Regions from separate parts of the Pan troglodytes genome. Here regions 1, 3 and 4 are each linked to region 2. Evidence: chromatin contacts called from public HiChIP or PLAC-seq data. All regions are on one chromosome and are shown on one strand. Each heading gives the region's core, a stretch centred on a gene start, on an enhancer-like site or on the middle of the called end of the contact. The rest is flanking DNA. Distances are from core to core; before and after follow the strand shown. Region 1 holds the start of ACTL6A (actin like 6A). Region 2 holds the start of ZNF639 (zinc finger protein 639). Region 3 holds the start of ZMAT3 (zinc finger matrin-type 3). Region 4 holds the start of PIK3CA (phosphatidylinositol-4,5-bisphosphate 3-kinase catalytic subunit alpha).

Region 1 (2,700 bases), core at 122-2,621, 240 kb before region 2:
TTCATTAAAAATCAAGCCCCATGAACCCAAAGTAGGAGAGTGGCCATGGGAGGCAGGAGGCTTAATAGAACCACAGAGTTCTGGATGTTTAAAACCTAGGATGCAATTTCTAGTCTATAAAAATCCTCAAGAATCGAACCTCTACTCTACTAAAAAGGCTTTTTTTTTTTTTGAGGACTTTAATGTTTTTCTCCTTCCAAGTTTAGGGGTGATGTGATTTTCTTGGGGGACATGAAGGAAAAATCTTATTTTTGTTGTTTCCTACCTGTAAAATGACATCCTTTATAGAAACAGCATCACTATTAGACATAGTAACAATAGCAATAGTCTGGATTTGTGTTCTGGGTCTCTAACTCATCAAACACAACCCAACACATGAATTATATGTATCAGTGTTTCAATTAACCTGCAGATCTTGCAAAAATGGAGGCTCTAAATCAGTAGATTTTGAATGACGCGTGAGATCCTGCATTTCTAACAGGCTTGCAGGTGATGCTGACACTGCTGGTCCATGGGCCAGACTTTAAGTGGCAAATGCAGCATTATTTCATTTAACCTTCATGCCCACCCCCATCGGCTAGGAATTATTCCATAAATGAGGCCTGAAGTTGGAAAGTTACATAAACTGCCCAAGACCAAAGCGCTTAATAAAGAGTGAGGTGGATATTTCAACCCAGGTCTGTAACCCCCGGCACCTGGTAATGTTTCTACCACACCACAGTCTAATCAAAGAAAGTGAAAAAATAACACGCCTAGGACCCCCAGCAAACTTTCTGGGCATCCTTAAATTACACGTGCTCCTGAATTGATCTCAAACAGACCCGCCCACGAGTCACTCTGGAGACTCCGCAGCCAACAAACCGGCAGGAGTTACTGAAAGGTGAGGCAGCTCGCGCATGGGGCGCAGACGGGGAGGAGGCAGTACCCTAAGTGGCCGCCGCTTCCCTAGTCAGTTCTACGGCTTGAGGCTCGCTTTGCCACCTATGGGACACTCTGGGAACCCTCCGTCCACGCTTGCAAACCGCCGGGACCTTCCAAGTTTAGGCGCGCGCACACGCGTCCCGACACAGCTGAGTCCAGGAGGCACTCGGGGAGATGCGACCCTGGGGCGGTCACCCAAGCCGGGGCCCGGCGGCCGGCTAGACTGAGCCTCCCGCCCAGCCCCGAGGCTCCCTAGAGAACCGAGCGCGCACCCCAAAACCCTGCTCCTCCGGGGACAGAGGCAGGAAGAGGCCACAGAGAGCCGCCACTTCAGGGCGCCCGAGGAGCACGGCGAGCCGGGTGGGCTCCGGGGGCGGGCAGAGCGTGGGGCGGGGACGGGGCGGGGAGGCCGGGGTCCCGAGAGGGGGAGACCGGAAGGGAACGCCGGGGAGGGGAGGGCTGGGAGCGGCGGTTACAAACCCCACACGCCGAAAAGGCGCGCTCTCTCGTCCGGCCGCACTCACTCACCTCCCCCGTACACGCCGCCGCTCATGGCTGCTGCCGGCGCGACTCCTACCCTAAGGGCTAACTGGCGAATGACTGCAGTGGCCGCGACTGCAAGTCTCGAGGAGCGATAGCCCCTGACTCCCTTAACTTCCACCGCCACCCCCCTCAGGCAACAAAGCGGCGTCCACACACCCCGGAGCTCAGCCACACTTGCTGGCTCCTCTCATCAGCCAATCACTAGGGTCCAGGCCTAAGTCTAGCCAATCAGAATGCGGCTGCGCCGCATCCCCGCCGCGGCCCAGCAGGTTTAGCCAATCGAAGGCAGCCATGGGGGCGGGAAAGAGGAAAGCGACAGCAGGACAGAAGGAGTTGGGTTGCGGAGCTGGAGGGGGCGGAGCTTCCCGGGTGGGCGAGGGAATGGGCGGAGGCAGTGGGAGAAGAAGGAGGAAGGCTGGAAGAAGCATGGGGGCGGGACTAGGAGGTGCGTCTGGGCGCTGAGGAGCGGCGGGAACCCAGGTAGGGGAAGGTAGACCCTTGGAAATTGAACGGGTGTCTCCACGCCGAGATTCCTGTCCAGTGACTGTGGGGAATGCGGATTTCTTTCTTTTTTTCTTCAGAAAAAGTATTTTAAACTAACTTTTATGTTGAAAAAATAAAAATTTTGCGCTCCACTTTGGGATAGGGGAATCAGTAAATCAGACAAATTGATAGGATCTTGCAATTTTTAAAATGGTTATTAGTAAGTAAAAGAAGAATGAAATTATGCGTTATCCCAGCTAAACCTAGGTAGCGCTTTAAAAACTATTAAAAAACTTACTCATTTCTTTAAAAAAAAAAAAATTTCAGGCCGGGCGTGGTGGCTCATGCGTGTAATCCGAGCACTTTGGTAGGCCGAGGCGGGCAGATCACGAGGTCAGGAGTTCGAGACCAGCCTGGCCAACACAGTGAAACCCTGTGTCTACTAAAAATGAGAAAAGTAGCCGGGCCTGTAGTCCCAGCTATGCAGGAGGCTGAGGCAGGAGAATCGCTTGAACCCGGGAGGCAGAGGTTGCAGTGAGCCGAGATTGCGCCACTGCACTCCAGCCTGGGCGACAGAGCAAGACTCTGTCTCAAAAAAAAAAAAAAAAATCAATTTCTTTTATCCTGTGAGAGGTATTTAAAACAGCTAATCAATCTTCATTCAAGCAAGCACCCAATCCTAAATAGGCATCCCAAAAACAGCCTGTCTTAGTCCCCTATTTCTACCAGCCTAGTCCAGATCACCTTCCTTTA
Region 2 (2,770 bases), core at 186-2,685:
CCAAAAATGCTAACCATCCTTCATTTTAGCAATCATTTTTATGTGCCTTTTGTGTGCATAACAGCCTTGAAAAAACTTAGCTTTTTACTCAAGGATGTCATAAACATTTGCTCACTAGTCTTCTTAGCAGGAAGATTCTGAATCACAAGCAACCTATCACAGTCCCCCCTCCCTCTGAAATACAAACGACATATGTAAAACGTGTCACTGCAGAAAAATCAGAAAAATGTTAAAAAAATTTTTCTATCACCTAGAAACCAACATCTTTCCACCTGTCATTTTTTTCAACCAACAAGAAAGTCTATGCACAAAATACAATACATACAACAGGCAGTCAGCAATCATCAAATAGATAAACGTTTCAAAAGGCCTTTCATGCAATGTATATTCTTCCTAATTGCTATAAGACGTCTTTACAGTAAATAACTCCATTTTTAACGAGTTTAAAAAGAGTTAAGCTTTCTTTTTCGTTCTCATTAAAATAAGCATATGCTTTAAATTGTAAAAGAATTGAAACAAAACATGTTGCAGGAGAGCCTGAACTAGAATCCACTACATGTCCAACCTGGAGGCAGTCTTTACTGCAATATCACACGGTCACTAAATACTTGATTCGCTATTTTTCAGTCCGGCATAAATCTTTCTCTTCGAAAAAAAAAAAAAAAAAGGTATAAACTGCTTCAAATGATTCGTTTCCCTAGACAGTACTTAAAGACAAAACCAAAAAAAAAGGGTTTCTAAGCACCGTCACGAGTGAGGCGACTCTCAGGCTGGAGGCTTTGGGCGCCAGCATCGACGCCTGCTCTCCGCGGCTACAACTCGTTGCGCGAGCCCGGGGATTCGCCGCCGGAGGTCACGAAGCCGCCGGGCAGGGCCGCAGCGCCAGCGAGGACCCAGGATCGTCCCGAGCCCGGACGCAGCCAGACAAATGCCCGTCGGAGGCGCAGGGCAGAAGTCCCCGGGACTTAGCCGCCTCCACCCCGGCGCCACGCACCAGCCTCGCCCGGGCCCAGAAGCCGGCGCCAAGGAGACTTCCAAGCCCCGACACCAAAGGTTCCGTAAAGACAACGGCAGCAGGGGGCCGAGGGGAGCCCGGCCAAGGCGTCCTGCGCAGGGGGTGGAACTGCTTTCGGGATGGGGGAGGGGAACGCCATCCCGCCATATAACGAAGGCAGAGTTTCCGTATAAAGGGAGCTCCGGTCTCTCCCGCCCTCTCCCGTTAGAAGATGCGCCCGCACGCCCGCGTCCCCTGGAGCAGTCCAGCGCCCGACCCACCCGCTCCTCCCTCACACTCACCAGTCAGTCCCCCGAGGCCCTCCCGGCCGGCCCACGCAGAGGCGGCGGCGGCCGAGAGCGCAGGCGGAGGGGCCGCGCGGTCCTTCCCGCGGACGCACGGCGGCGGGCAGCGCTGCTCCGGCCCTAGCGCTCCCGGACGCTGTGCTGGGCCGACCCCTCTCCCTCCCCGCGCGCCCCACGCCCTGAGCGCCAGGCCCCTGGCCTAGGCTCCGCGGCCGCACTGCCCTGGCCGCCTCGCTCCGCGCCTGCGCCGCGCACCTCAGGGGCCCGCCGAGAGGGCGGGGAGGTGACGAGGTGAGGTGGGGGCAGGGAGCGGGCTGCGCGAACGCACCGCACACGCGGCCTGGGAGGGACCACCGGCCCGCAGCCCCGGGGGAGGCCCAGCGGCCCGCGCCCCCTGCCGGAGGCCTTGCGCCGCCGCAGTCTCCTTCTGGGCGGGGAAGAGCCCCTCCCGAGCCCCGAGGGCGATCCCACCCTCTAGGATTACTCCACGCCAGGCGGCCAGCGAATTTATCCCGCCCGCCTCTACCGCCCCTTCAAGCCCTGGGGAACCGGGAGAAACGTGGCGCGCAGCGGCACCTTTCCCACGCTGCTCCTCAAAGGAAAGGACGCGAGTGGTCTTGCCCAGGTTAGGCAAGGCAGATGGCATCTCAGACCCCGAAGTGTGCCAGCCGCCTGTTGGGGACAGAGAGGCCGAGGACCTCGTCACGGTTTTACTGAGGCCACACCAGAGAACCACCCAGGGCTAGGATGCTGCCCTCAGGGCAAGAGGGTGAAACCTGAAGACTGCGAGTCGTTGTTGAGTTTCACCCGATTCCTTGGCTCGAGAAATAGTGGAATGAATGAGGAGTTAAGGGGGACTGGACTCGACGATTTAAGTCCTTTCTCGACTTTGACTTTCTTTGAGCAGCTGTAGAAATGATTAAATTACACGAGCATAAATAAATTTGTGAACATGGTTCCATAAATGATCTCTGTGCAAGTGTGGTGATATGTTTAATTCAGTCCTTTTGACAATGAGTTGAGGTTTTTAGTCACATTTTACAAAATGGAAAAGTAAATGTGTGAGAAGCTAAAGACTGGGTCTTAATTCATTTTGGTAGCCTAAACCCCTGAGGTTCAAACGGTTAAGAGGATGACTGAGAGCCATGTGGATTATCAGGTACCCAAGGTCACTCGGATAGTTAGGGCTGCAATGATGTCTCTTTGTTCACGTCCACTGCTTTTTCTGACAACCACATGCCAATCAACCAATCAATCGCTGGAAAGTAATAATCACAGACTTTACTCTGATCCCTTCACCATCCCCCAGGAGATAAAGCTATATTTGAAAGAGACACTACTTGTTTGTGAGGCTCAGTTTTTATGACCTCCTAAGTTTTATGTGCGTACTCAGCTCAAATAAATGCTCACGAATGCTAGTATGGCCCGAATTAAAGTTCGAAGAAATGTAGAGACATTTTAAAATCCTAGA
Region 3 (2,700 bases), core at 37-2,536, 240 kb after region 2:
GGAGCTCATGAAAGAAGAGGCCTGGAAGGACAGGTAGGATTTGACAATTCAAGGGGAGGGGAGAGAAAGCATTTTGTATTCAAGATGCAGACAGAGCTAAATTACAGAGGCAGGAAATGAAGGGGCATGGATGGGGGTGTGAGTGAAATGATGAGGGGAGACTGGTGGAAGGTCAGATTGGAAAGGCTCCGCAAGGCCTAGTTGTGGTCCTAGATAAGGAGTGTGGACTGTGAAGTTCTAAGACTGGCTAAAGACCATATAGAAAAGGGGCTGGAGAGTGGATTTTAGCAGCATTTATTATTTTAGAAACAATATAGCCCTTTAAAATAGTGACACATAAAGTAAATGTACCTATACAGCTGGAAAAACAATTCAGGTGATGGATTACTCTCCCCAAATGGCTGGTGTACACTGTGTGTATATGTTTGTACTTCATATTCATTGTACTTATGAAGTCTTTTATGGTTTGTTGTTGTTGGTATTGGATTGGTGCATTTTTCAGCCAAAGAAACAGCCTTGATTTCCTGCAGTTGTTTCCCTACTAATAGGGCACATCTTACTATACTTAGATCTCCTTGGCATTTTAATTCGTGTTTTAAAAAATAACCACACAATAATGCAAATGTACTTAATGCCACTGAACTGTACTTTTTTTTTTTTTTGAGACGGAGTCTCGCTCTGTCACCCAGGCTGGAGTGCAGCGGCGCGATCTCGGCTCACTGCAAGCTCCGCCTCCCGGGTTCACGCCATTCTCCTGCCTCAGCCTCCGGAGTAGCTGGGACTACAGGCGCCCGCCACCACGCCTGGCTAATATTTTTGTATTTTTAGTAGAGATTGGGTTTCACCGTGTTAGCCAGGATGGTCTCGATCTCCTGACCCCGTGATCCACCCGCCTCGGCCTCCCAAAGTGTTGGGATTACAGGCGTGAGCCACCGCGCCCGGCCTGTACTCTTAAAGTAGTATATTTGTTATCGTTTGCCACACACAAAAATAATACCCCAGCAGATCTTCATACGAGTTAATTTACGCTATAAGTTTAGAGCCGGAATTTCCTCAACTCATCACTCAGTGTTAACATTGAAGATGTCCAGGTTGGTTATGAAGGATGTGACATCCTAGCGTTGGCCACTCTTTTCCTGGTCCTTCCTGTCTTGCAGGTGAGCCTCTGGGGGTCAGGAGAAAGTCTCCTCTATCTCCTGCTCACTTTCGTGTAGGGGAGGGAAGGTGTGTGTGTGGGTGGGTGGGGGCGTTTTGTGTGAGGGAGGCCGCTACTGGGCAGGCAGCCACGCTCTTCTTCCTCCATCCTGGGGCGGAAGTGGGGAGAGCAGCAGTTTAAAGGTTCTGTTGCAGCAGTTTAAAGGATCCACTCAGCCGCCTTAACCACCAACCAGCAGGCTAAGGGAGGAACAGAATGAACAATGTTTGGATCCCAATGACTGGAGATGAAAGTTGCAAAAGCTCTGCCCAGGCTTCTACCAAGGATTAACTTTCCAGGGCATCTGCTGAACAGCTCTTCGGGGCTGTCTGCTGAGATTGGCGGCGGGACCCTCCCGCCTCTCACTCGTGCCTTTGTTCCCCACGCCGGCCTAACCCCGCGCCCCTGCGCTCGCGGCCAGGGCACCTGACCCACGCGCCGCCCGCCGGGGATGCGGGAGCCGCCACTGCTACCGCTGCCACCGCTGCCGGGCCTGCTCCGCCAGGCACATGCGCAGTGGCGACGCCGAGCCGGCGCCCTCAGTCTCCTCCTCCACCGCCTCCCGGTTCCGCAGTCACTTCCTGCAGCTGTTTCCCTGTGGGTCGGGTTGGACTGACTTTTGACAGTCAGCCTTCGGCTGCAGAGGGGGCTCGGCGGCGGCCGGCGGAGAAAGTTGCTCCGAGAAGAGGCTGGGTCGAGCTGGGCCGAGCCGGGCGCGCAGGGCGGGCGTCGCGGGCGTCCCGGGCGGACGCGGCGCGGAGACTGCCGGCGCGTCCCGGGGGTTCCGGTAAGTGCGGGTGATTGGGAGCCGCGGAGCTTTCAGGACGAGCCCCTGGAGCGCCGGGGACTAGCGGTTCCTTTCCGATGCTCTTTCCATCTGCCCTCCACGTGACAGGGCTTGCGCTGCTTCTATTTATCAGTTTGCTCGTTTCAGGCATTTCACGTGGACCAGGTGGATCATCTGTGCGTGCAGCTGCCTTGGCCCTCTCAGTTGCCCCCGCCCCGTGGGAGTCGGGGGATTCCATCCTTCGTGATGGCATCCATACCGGGTTGAGGTGCGTGTGTGGGTTCGTGTGTATGCATGCACATCTTAGGAATGTAAGGTGGATGTGGGCGACAATGAACTGTCTGTAGCTTTGATTCAAATCTGTAAACAGTTCTCTAGGATTAGGAACCGTCACAGCGGAGACTGAAAAACATTCGCCAATTCACCAAGGCCTCTTCCCCAGTTTTCTGCGTTCTTTTGAGCCTTCTTTATAGGATACACCTTGCCTCAAGTGATTATTATTATTATTATTTTTACTTTTCTCCCTCTCATTCCTTCTTGCTGCGTTCTGATGACCTCTGAGTAATGCTCGCTGCCTTTCCCTCATTTCCAGAATTCCCAATTACGGACTTACCTAGTTTGCTGAGGTGCTGCTAACCTGTTCCTTGATTCTATTCTCTTTCCTCTGTAGATTTCTCCAAATGAGACAAGAGATTGTCTTTAACACAGTATGTGAAGA
Region 4 (2,849 bases), core at 44-2,543, 170 kb after region 2:
GCAGTAGAAATAATCCCCTGAGATAACCTGGAATTTACCTACCCAAGTATTCTAAGGGGTTCTCCCCGGCCACACAAACTATGATTCAAAACATCGTTCCGAAAACCCAGGTCCTGCATGTGCACAAAGGCGCAGTGCTGGAATGAGGAAGCTTCACCAAGATGAAATCACAACTCTAATTCATTAAAGAATATGCAGACTGTTTTCTAGAAAGCCCCTCTTGTTGCGCTCCCTTTACCCTATCCTTTATTTAACCATGTAAACAGTCTCAATTATTGACATAAAAAAAATAGCTTTCGATTCCCAAGTCTGGTAACATGGTTGGCCACCATCACTATTCCTTTAGCATCCTAAAATAACCCCCTCGAGCCGAGGTCAAAAACACGCCGGCTGAACGTCTGGTGTTTACATAGCCCAATCCCGGGCCCTACCCTACCTTTCCGAGCCACTTAGGAGCCATGGAACAGGCATCACATAATACACTTAGTAAAGAGACAAGTCACATGAGTCAGTGTCTCAGGTCTATGAATGAAAGATCTAAGCGTTTGTCTCAGCTAAAAGGAAAAAACAACCTCGAAAGGAAGGGTGGGAGGGGAGCTGGCGGGGGTGAGGGGAGCGGTGTTCCTTCCATACCCCTGCCGGGCGATTTAAACCCAGTAAGAGGCAAACGCAGGGCCGCCAGGCTGGCGGGGCCGGAGTCCTCGGGCGTGACAGCCCCTCAGGAAAAGCTCGCGGTTTCGCGCCCGCGTCCCTTGAGCCGCGGTCCTCGCGGCAGCCCCTCCACCCGCGGGCTGGGTGGGCGTGCAGGGCGCGGGAGACGGAGCCACCGCGGCCGGGGCGGCGGCCCTGGGCGCACTTCCTCAACCTCCAGCCGCCCCGTCCCCAAAACTGGGAGTAGAAGCAAAGGAAGAGCGAGGCGGCAGCCAGAGAGAAAGGAGAGGGAGCGGCGAGCCCTCGCCTCTGCAGCTGGGAGAGGCCAGAGGCAGGCGAGGGAGAGGGAGCGGCGATCGCAGGCGAACTCCGCCGCGGGCCGACGCTGGGAGACGACCAGCCCGTAGCCCCCGCCCAACACGGCGGGCGCGCCCGGGAGTCTCCGGCACCCACCCGGTCCCCATTCCCACCGCACCCGCTCCCGGCCAGTCCGCGCTCTACTCACGCTCGGGGCTCTTCCAGGCTCCGCGGCTCTAACCGCATCGGGTGCCAGCCCCGCGGGCGGCGGCGGCGGCGCCGAGGGAGAGGAGAGCGGGCGGCACGGCCCCCGCCTCCCGGCCCCTCTCCCCCGCCGCTCCGGAGCTGCCCGGCCGGGCCCGAGCCCTGCCTCGCCGGCGGCCCCAGCCCCAGTCCCAGCGGCCGCGGCAGCAGCAGCCCGACACCTCAGCGGCCGCAGCGGCGGCACCGGAACTGCCGCTTTCTACTTCTCGCTCCTTCTCCTCGCTAGCCCCCGCCACACGCCCCCGCCCCCGACTCCTTTCTCCGTCGCCCCTGTTTTTTTTCCTTTTGTTTCCAGAATAAACTTTATTGGTCTCTTTTTCCGCTCACATCGTGTAAACAAACAACGAACTCTTCCCCACCCCCTCGCCCCCCCCCCTCCTCCGGCAGAGGAGGGTAAGAGCTGAGGAGGGGCAGAGCCTACAATCCCCCGGAAGCAGATGCGCAAAGAAGCGGAAGTGAAATTGAGGCGAGGAGGAGCAGGGAGTGGGCAAATAGGGTAACAATATGTGCTACTGCGCCTGCGTCTTGCTTTTCCGCCCGAAGTTTATGTACAGTTGGGGCTGCTCTTCTGACGTTTGTTTAATGATCCGTCTTCTGCAGTAGTGAGGGTGTTGTGTCATCCTAGGACAGCGTACATGTAGTATATTTGTTTCTACGAGCAGCAGGCGAGCTGGGGTAGAGATATAGAAAGGAATATTGGGAGCAAGTGGGTTATTTCACTTTTACACCCATAGAGGAAACGAGATTAGTTCGGGGGTGAGAGGAGGTGCGGTGGCTAACCGCCGCTGTCAGTGGCTAACCAGCGTGGTTATGGATTCTATAATAGAAAGAATGCTTTTTACAAAGCGTTGCTGTGCGTTCTTCTGCCGACACGGTTTAAGTTGTATACCATCCCGAAGGCGGAATGCACTGTCACAGCCCTCTGCAGTCCTTTGACTCACTTCGTGGAGACCTTTTGCTATGCCCTCATTTTTTTTTAAATCGAATTCTGATTCGAAGCAGCTTGTAGGATTCAATTCTAACTATTCAGAAGACGTGGGGGATTTTTCGCGTAATGCCAACAGAGACTTCAGAAATGTCATATAGTCTATAGATTTGATTCAAGGTAGTGTCTTGGTGCTGCGTACCTTAGAAGTCTGTTTGCTTGAGAGTAAATCAATCTGTTGACTTTTGAGATTACTACTGATAAAGGTTCGGTACTGTGCGTTTTTCTCCCCCTACTGGTCTTTTGTTGTAATATTGGAAAAGCGTAGGAGCAGTGATTAGAAGTCTGAGATACAAGTACTCCAGCATCGGTTCCTCCTTGAATTTTTAAGTAATAGAGGGCTTGGGAAGTGACCCATCCTAGAGATGTTACAGTCCTACTTGTCCTCTAGAGCAAAACTCTGACCAATAACAACAGTCTTCTCGAACACCGCACGTCCGTCCATACCCCAATGGTAAATGAGATGGATCTGTTCCTCTTTGTGGTCGTAGTTTCACTTGACTGTATTTTTTTCTTTTCTGTGTTTTCTTTCTTTCGTCCTTTTTCTCCCTTTAGCTCGGGTTTTCATCTCACATTCCAGGGGTTTGTGTTTCTAAATGTTTTTCTCGAAGCAATGTTCTTCAACAGTTTTAGAACACTGTTACTCCAGAGT

Evidence for each region. HiChIP or PLAC-seq counts read pairs in DNA pulled down with a chosen protein or histone mark.
Region 1: a contact with region 2 is called in an H3K4me3 HiChIP or PLAC-seq map of stem cell-derived excitatory neurons, with 10 times the contacts expected there. The contact joins the promoter of ACTL6A here to the promoter of ZNF639 in region 2. A contact is called at or near these places in 2 of 7 Hi-C or Micro-C datasets (blood and stem cell-derived neural progenitor cells) and 1 of 1 datasets of contacts at active chromatin or transcription factors (stem cell-derived excitatory neurons).
Region 3: a contact with region 2 is called in an H3K4me3 HiChIP or PLAC-seq map of stem cell-derived excitatory neurons, with 4 times the contacts expected there. The contact joins the promoter of ZMAT3 here to the promoter of ZNF639 in region 2. A contact is called at or near these places in 1 of 7 Hi-C or Micro-C datasets (stem cell-derived neural progenitor cells) and 1 of 1 datasets of contacts at active chromatin or transcription factors (stem cell-derived excitatory neurons).
Region 4: a contact with region 2 is called in an H3K4me3 HiChIP or PLAC-seq map of stem cell-derived excitatory neurons, with 4 times the contacts expected there. The contact joins the promoter of PIK3CA here to the promoter of ZNF639 in region 2. A contact is called at or near these places in 3 of 7 Hi-C or Micro-C datasets (blood, induced pluripotent stem cells and stem cell-derived neural progenitor cells), 1 of 1 datasets of contacts at active chromatin or transcription factors (stem cell-derived excitatory neurons) and 1 of 1 other capture datasets (stem cell-derived neural stem cells).

What each region holds. Positions count from the first base shown.
Region 1 is chr2:182,739,195-182,741,894 of NHGRI_mPanTro3-v2.0_pri, reverse strand. It overlaps ACTL6A (actin like 6A), which reads right to left and starts at 1,371. Exons shown (of 14, transcript NM_001271671.1): 1 at 926-1,371. It overlaps LOC134809503 (a long non-coding RNA gene), which reads left to right and starts at 1,822. Exons shown (of 2, transcript XR_010155386.1): 1 at 1,822-1,944.
Region 2 is chr2:182,500,104-182,502,873 of NHGRI_mPanTro3-v2.0_pri, reverse strand. It overlaps ZNF639 (zinc finger protein 639), which reads right to left and starts at 1,435. Exons shown (of 5, transcript XM_016942322.4): 1 at 1,297-1,435.
Region 3 is chr2:182,261,528-182,264,227 of NHGRI_mPanTro3-v2.0_pri, reverse strand. It overlaps ZMAT3 (zinc finger matrin-type 3), which reads left to right and starts at 1,286. Exons shown (of 6, transcript XM_009446885.4): 1 at 1,286-1,982.
Region 4 is chr2:182,328,736-182,331,584 of NHGRI_mPanTro3-v2.0_pri, reverse strand. PIK3CA (phosphatidylinositol-4,5-bisphosphate 3-kinase catalytic subunit alpha) reads right to left here and starts at 1,293. Exons shown (of 21, transcript XM_024355822.3): 1 at 1,157-1,293.